Linked DNA regions of Mus musculus: region 2 is linked to region 1. A link is a contact called in public HiChIP or PLAC-seq data. All regions are on one chromosome and are shown on one strand. The core of a region is the stretch at or near the end of the contact, and the rest is flanking DNA. Distances in the headings are between cores, read along the strand shown.

Evidence for each region. HiChIP or PLAC-seq counts read pairs in DNA pulled down with a chosen protein or histone mark.
Region 2: an H3K27ac HiChIP or PLAC-seq map of embryonic stem cells shows a contact between it and region 1, with 2.1 times the contacts expected there. The contact joins two enhancer-like sites. A contact is called at or near these places in 2 of 39 promoter capture datasets (liver and pre-B cells), 1 of 115 datasets of contacts at active chromatin or transcription factors (embryonic stem cells) and 2 of 9 other capture datasets (adipose tissue and embryonic stem cells).

Annotation. Positions count from the first base shown.
Region 1 is chr3:102,212,800-102,216,136 of GRCm38.p6, forward strand. The region is part of intron 2 of Gm16160 (a long non-coding RNA gene); the gene reads left to right. Among named protein-coding and RNA genes, the nearest start is that of Vangl1, 9.8 kb to the left of the region's middle. Within about 2 kb of position 1,647, at least 16 of the 459 cell types and tissues checked have an H3K27ac peak or open chromatin away from gene starts, as enhancers often do. A contact at or near this core is called in embryonic stem cells, where this site is marked.
Region 2 is chr3:102,603,704-102,606,973 of GRCm38.p6, forward strand. No RefSeq gene overlaps it. Among named protein-coding and RNA genes, the nearest start is that of Gm40112, 89 kb to the right of the region's middle. Within about 2 kb of position 1,783, at least 4 of the 459 cell types and tissues checked have an H3K27ac peak or open chromatin away from gene starts, as enhancers often do. A contact at or near this core is called in embryonic stem cells, where this site is marked.

The DNA of each region.
Region 1 (3,337 bases), core at 397-2,896:
TTTCTCATCGATGGCAAGATACATAGAGGTTATCTCGGTTCCTAGGCTGAGGGTGCAGTCCATCCTGCTGAGGAAGTCACGTGGCAGGAGATTGAGGCAGCCGATCACATTTCTTCCATAACCAGGAAATGGAGAAAGATGAACACCTGTGTCCTTTTTCCTTTGTCTCATCAATGGTGCCACCCCAGTAGGGCTGACTCTTCCCTCTTCATGTAAATGTTTCTGGAATCAGTCTCACCGACACACCCAGTGGTGTGTTTCCATGGTTACTTTAACAATGTGTAGTCTGTGGACAAGTATATACTTCATCAGGGCCGTGGCTGCCTTAACAGTCACGATCTGTGGACCAAACAGACTAACCTCGACAGAGGGGCCAGCCCTTTGGATGCCTGGATGATTCTCTGCAAGTCTAGGCAGGCAGGCCAATAGGCTCTCAGTCGCAGGGAGGGAACCTGATGCCAGGTGTGTAGATATGCAATCTCAGAGGCAGAGCCTTCCAGGTCGACAGGCAACCCCTGAGCTTGGCCAGCTTTGTTATCACTGAAGAGTAGGAGTCAGGCCCACGACAGAGGGCCCAACAAAGACACCAACCGGTGAACGTGTTCTGAGGATGCTAGGTATTTCCCAAACGATTCCAGTTGTCTGGACAGTGAAGGAGGTTATGTTCATGAGCCAATCACAGGCAGCACTGAGCTAGGCTCTGGATACTTTGTGGGGCACGGGGGTGGGGGTGGGGTGGGGGTGGGGGCTTTCTTCTTTAATGTTGATTTTCAATCAGTGAAAGCATCCATGTCTGCTAAGTATTTATGAGGAAAAACTTGAATAACTCACCACATGTAGTGTTAAGCTAATTATTTGGATTAACAGCCAGTGGCCTTATTTTCCAAGGGTGAGACTAACCTCTGGAACTATTAGCCCAGCTCAGACTCCTGCTGTGTAGGAGACTCTGACATGGAAAGAAGGCCTCGACTTCCAGCCCCCCCCCCCCCACCCACCCAGCAGGTCCATCCTTCCCCTGACAGATAATGTGTGGGAGGTGAGGTAGGCCAAATCTGAACACAGTAGGATAGCACAGCCATCTGAGCAAACAAGGTTGGTATTAATATCTTAATATCAGTTCTCTCTCTCTCTCTCTCTCTCTCTCTCTCTCTCTCTCTTGTTTTGTTTGTTTGTTTTGACAGGGTTTCTCCGTGTAGTCCTAGAACTCACTTTACAGACCAAGGTGACCTTGAACTCAGAGATCTGCCTGCTTCTGACTCCCAAGTGCTAGAATTGAAGGTATGTGCCACCACCACCTGGTCTTTCTCTCTCTCTTTACTGTTTTTTGTTTGTTTTTGTTTTTTGGTTTTGTTTTGTTTTGTTTTGTGTGTGTGTGTGTGTGTGTGTGTGTGTGTGTGTGTATGGCTATTTTGCCTGCATGTATGTTTGTGCACTATCTGCATGTCTGTTTACCACAGATGCCTCAGAAACCCTGGAGCTAGAGTTGCATGCTGTCCTATGGATGCAGGGAACTAAACTCAGTTCCTCTGCTGAGCCATCTCTCTGGCCTCTAGCCACACCCACCGCTGCAAAGTCTGTACTCTGATGTCTTGACACCTGTGGCCCTCTGCCTCCTTCTCCGGTTCCCATGGAGCTCATTTTCTCTGGACCTCTATTGTCTACTGTAAGCACCTCAGGGCCAAGGGCCAGACAAGCAGAGATAGCCCTTATCCTGGAGTCTGCTGGAATTATTCAAACTAGCCTATCCCGTCCTGTCTCACAAGATCCTCCTCCTACAGGAACCACAACAAAGCCTCTTATCTGCATTTCTCGGGACAAAACATTACTCAACAAGAGGGAACCAAGAAACCAGGTGTGAGACAGCAGCAGACAGCCATCTCTGAGAGACAGGAAGCAAGCAGGCAATCTCAACCATTTCTCCAGCTTTCTGCCTAAAGCAGTGGTTCTCAACCTTCCTAATGCTGTGACCTTTTAATAAATATGTTGTTCCTCATGCTGTGGTGACCCACAATCATAAAATTATTTTCATTCTAATTTTGTTACTGTTATAAAACATAACATAAACACCCATATTTTCTGATGGTCTTAGGTGATCCCTGTAAAAAGGTCATGAAGAACGCCACGCCCATGAAGGGTCGAGACCCACAGGGTGAGAACCCATGGCTTAGCTCTTGGCCTGAGTTGCAGGAAGTGGGATGCTAAACAGTCCAGTGCTCTTTACGCTGAGGAGGCAGGGCCAGGACTATAGAGCAGAGTGTCAGGTGAGATGGCTGCAAGGAAGGATTGCCTAAGGGTCTCCAGGGCTCCCTAAGATATTCCACCCAACCCAAAGTGTTCAGTGCAGGTGTAAGAGGAAAATGCCCTCCAAATGGCTGAGAGGCAGCAATGCATAGAACTCAACAGGGGAGTGGATAATCTGTGCATAGAAAGGCTGTAAAGCCTTAGCATATGTAGGGCAGTGGAAAGGTGATGAGAAAAGTCTGGCCTTGATGGTGGGCCAAAAAAAAAAAAAAAAAAAAAAAAGGCTCTGAATTAAATGCTTCCCTGCTTGTTCTAGAGAAGGCTTCAAAAACCTGGAAGTGTCACACTATCCCAGTACTTTTAATCATAGAACAAAGTTCTTGTCTGCTTACAGACCATTCCACTATGTTCCTCCTAGGAACCTACCACAGCAAATATAGAGAACTGCTCTATATGTCAGCCCCACTTCTACCACACACACTCTCTCTGTTCCCATGTGTTCCTGCCTCCCCCCCCTTCTGTCCTTTTCTGTCCTGCCCTTGCTTTCTCTGCCTCTATACCTTTTCCAAGTCCCCACTCCCTTCCCTTTCCTCCCCTCTCCTCCCCTCTCCTCCCCTTCCTTTCCCTTCCCATGGTAAACCTCCCTTTTATACTAGGCCTGTTGCATAGCGTGATTTCTCAGGGGGACACCTTTTGCATGGACTGGCCAGGTATTTTCTTACTCCCGCTGCATTATACCGCATTTATATTTCATAACAGTTCCAGAATATGTATGGAACATTGTACAAATTCCCAGCATCCAACAAGGCAAGTGTACAACGGACAGAATTCTGTGAGAAATAACCCAACTTGTAAAAAAGATGGAGAACAGGAATCCCAAGAAGGGAAAGTACAGCCATCGAAACCAGCCTAGACTGACAGAGAAGATGAGACTGGTAGAAACATATTAAGGTGGTCCTTCAGGTGCATTTGTGAGTGTTCAGAACACTCTAGGGAAGATTAGACAGGGCAATAAAGCCCCGGGAGGCATAAGTGTGCGAAGCTGAGCTTCTAGAGAGCCAAAGGAAGATGCTCCATTTACCCTTTGTTTTTCCTC
Region 2 (3,270 bases), core at 533-3,032, 390 kb after region 1:
CTGGTGTCCTGCACTAAAGAGGGGACAGACATAACCCCTATTCCCAAGCTGCCTAATCACAAACACTACAAGAGATGGGGGTACTGCCCTCCAGCCTTTGGGAGATAAATGTACATCTCCCCACTCCCCATCTCCATCTGTGGAAAGCAGAATGTCTTTTTGTTTTGATATCTTAAAGGAAATGACTATTTTAAACTGATCTGGGGGATGAGAAGGTAGCTGGCCATTCTTGTTGCCCAAAAGACTGTGACAGTTTCCAGAAGGCGAGAGGCCATCTGTGACTGGTTTAAATGTATATTTTAAGTTCTGTGTTGAAGTTCATTCTCTTTCCATATGATTCCCATAGTATCTTTTGTTTTTTTTTTTTTTAATGGAGAGTTATTCCCTTATACTCTACTATTGGTGCATCTCAACACTTATTAAGATATCTCAAGTGTAAAAATACACAGAACTCATCCTAAGCACATGATTCACAGCTAATAGCCTGAAAGCAGAAGCAAGCTGTGGGGTTAAGATCTTCTCCTCCAACATTTACCACTGACATGAATGCTCAGCTCGCCTCTCTTGGCCTCTCAGTAGCCACTGGAGCCTTCTTGGCAGCCTTGAGGGTTGCCATACCTTTCTGTTATTGTCTCTTGAGCTACAAATTCAACACCTAGCACAGAGAATGACAACAGGAGTTTGGTAACTATTTCTGTGCTTTACAGAATCCAAGAGGACTTCTGAGACTTTTCTCTTCGTTGTTTTACTTAATAAAGTATTTTGGATTCTGTTTTTGAGATAGACTTCTGTAGCATAGCTCAAGTCGGCCACCTCCTGCCCACTCTGCTGAGTCAGGGGGTAGCAGCTACAAGCCACCATGTCCAGACAATCATATGTTTCTGTTTTTAGATTGTATGAATACTTGTCCACGTGTGTGCTCATGTATGCAGGCATGCACATACACATGTACACATACCTGTGGAGACCACAGGATGACATGGTGTTTTCCTCAAACATTCTCTACCTATCCTGTTTTTTTTTCCTAAGGCTATGTAGCCCTGGCTGACCTAGAACTTGCTATGTAGACCAGGCTGGTTTGAACTCACAAAGATCTGCCTACCTCTGCCTCTAGAGTGCCTTTTGAGTGCTCTATTTTTTGACACACGGTCTCTCACTGAACCTGAAGCTCACTAACGAGGTAATGGTAGCTGACCAAGGAGCCCCAGGGATCATCCTGAATCTGCCTCCACTGTGTTGATTTCGGGCATGGCACAGCCTTCCAGCTTTATATTGGTTCTCCTGTTATACAATCAATTAGGATGAACAAACTGAACCTCCTACCATTTAACGCTCTGATTCCAAATCACAGAGCTAAATGGATGGAGCTGAGACTCAACTGAAGTCTCCTGGAATCTGGTTCCACGGCGTGGCTGGGCAGCAGCTCTCTCCAGCCATGTCTCCTTTTGAGAAAGTGGAGCTAGAGTGGACAGGACCTAAAGGACCTCACAAAACAGAGACACACTGAACACTGCGGGTGCTTGCCCATGGCCTCCTTCCAGCACCACCACCCCAGTCCTACTAAACCCGCATCTCTGCGTGTGCATTCCCAGAAACCTGTGAATGTTGTTTCTGGAATGGTCCTTAGGCACACTAATATCTGAGGACCTTTTCCTTAACTCAGCAAGCAGGTTTCTGATGCCAAAATGGCAGATTCGAAGAAAAGTGTTGGGGGTTGGTCTGGTACTGCTTGTATTCATATGCTAAATTCTGCATCCCAAGATCTGGTTGTCCCAAGACCAGACAACTCCCATGCACACCAACCTTTATTATGCAAACGTTACTCCCTAATTTAAAACTATTGGTTAAATAAAAACTGGCAAGAGCCAATTACTGGGAGAATGGAGAGTGGTGGAGTTTGGGTTACCAGGCTGGGGGTTGTAGAACAGGAGGTCTCCATTAGTCATGATGCACCAGCAGCAAGAGCCCAAATAAAATGCCTCCCCAAGACCCCAGACTGCAGGAGCAGAAATAACCCAGGAAGACTCAAACAGCAAGTGTTGGGGGAGCACAGCTGGGGAAGCAGCCAGAGGAGCATAGAGGATTAGATTAGGGTTAATCCCCCAGTAATTGTGCAGAGCCTGATAAATACATCATAGCTTGAATCTCATTCATCTGAAGCTAGACAAGGATAAGTTTAGTTCATATTAATTTACAGAAAAGTTAGAGAGCATCTTCTGTGCCTCCACTTAACTGTGCTCCCTGCCTCCCCTCTGCCCTCACCTCCTCACCCCTCCCCGCCACAGAGACCCGCTCTGTGTCTTCCTCTCCTCCGTCCCCGTGTTCTGGTTTGCTTGATGTTGCTAAATATACTCAAAAAAGGAAAAGAAAGTGTAAAAAAAAAAGATATTAACGAAACACCTTCAAAAGCATGTCTCCTCTGAGGAGCACTTCCCTCCCACCCTTTTTTGCAAGAATAATACATTATCATCCATGTAAAATCAACGACACCTGGATCGTTGGCTGGTTTTATTCTCTTTCTGTTTGAATGTGAGGCATTGTGTACAACCAGTTCCCTCCTGGGACATGCCTGGGATGCAGTTCCATCCCTCAGCTCTTTAATTAAAGTCACAAAAACATCAAGAGGGTCTCACCCTTATAAACACGAAAAAAAACTTTCCAGGAAATGGCTCTGTGTCTTGTGTTAACAGATGTCACGGGGTAGTCGGCATGGAGGGTGTTGTTTTAAAATTCTCAATCTGTCTCGCTGGAGTTTTTCCTTAGATGGTTCCTGGATAGCATCACGCAGTTGCCTTTTTTAACGTTCACATCCCTTTATTTAGCTTTTCTGCCCTGATTCACCTTGAACACTTGTGGATTACAAACAACCCCCAGATCTGTGCCTTAGATCTGTGCCGCCATCATCACTGCCAGTTAATTTCTCTGGGTTGGGCCTTGTTCTCATTTGCCTCTGGATGCTGAGAGGGGGAATAGCTTGCTACTTAAGCAGACGTGGGTGAGTCTTTCTGACCTTAAACATCTGGGTGATAAGTGGGAAAATCTTTTAATCAAATACATAGCATGATAGTGACACACGTCCAGACGCTCAGGGGAATTTTTTTAATAGAGGTTATCTTTGAGTTACATGGCTTCAGTGCCCCTTAGTATTTGTTAATAGCAGGCTGCTTTGGGAGTATGCATCCTTCTCTCCCCAACTGGGGCTAAGTCCCAAGGGAGAGCTATGGGTGCCTTCACCTGGGTAAGGGGTGGCCATTATAAAGGAGACTTCCT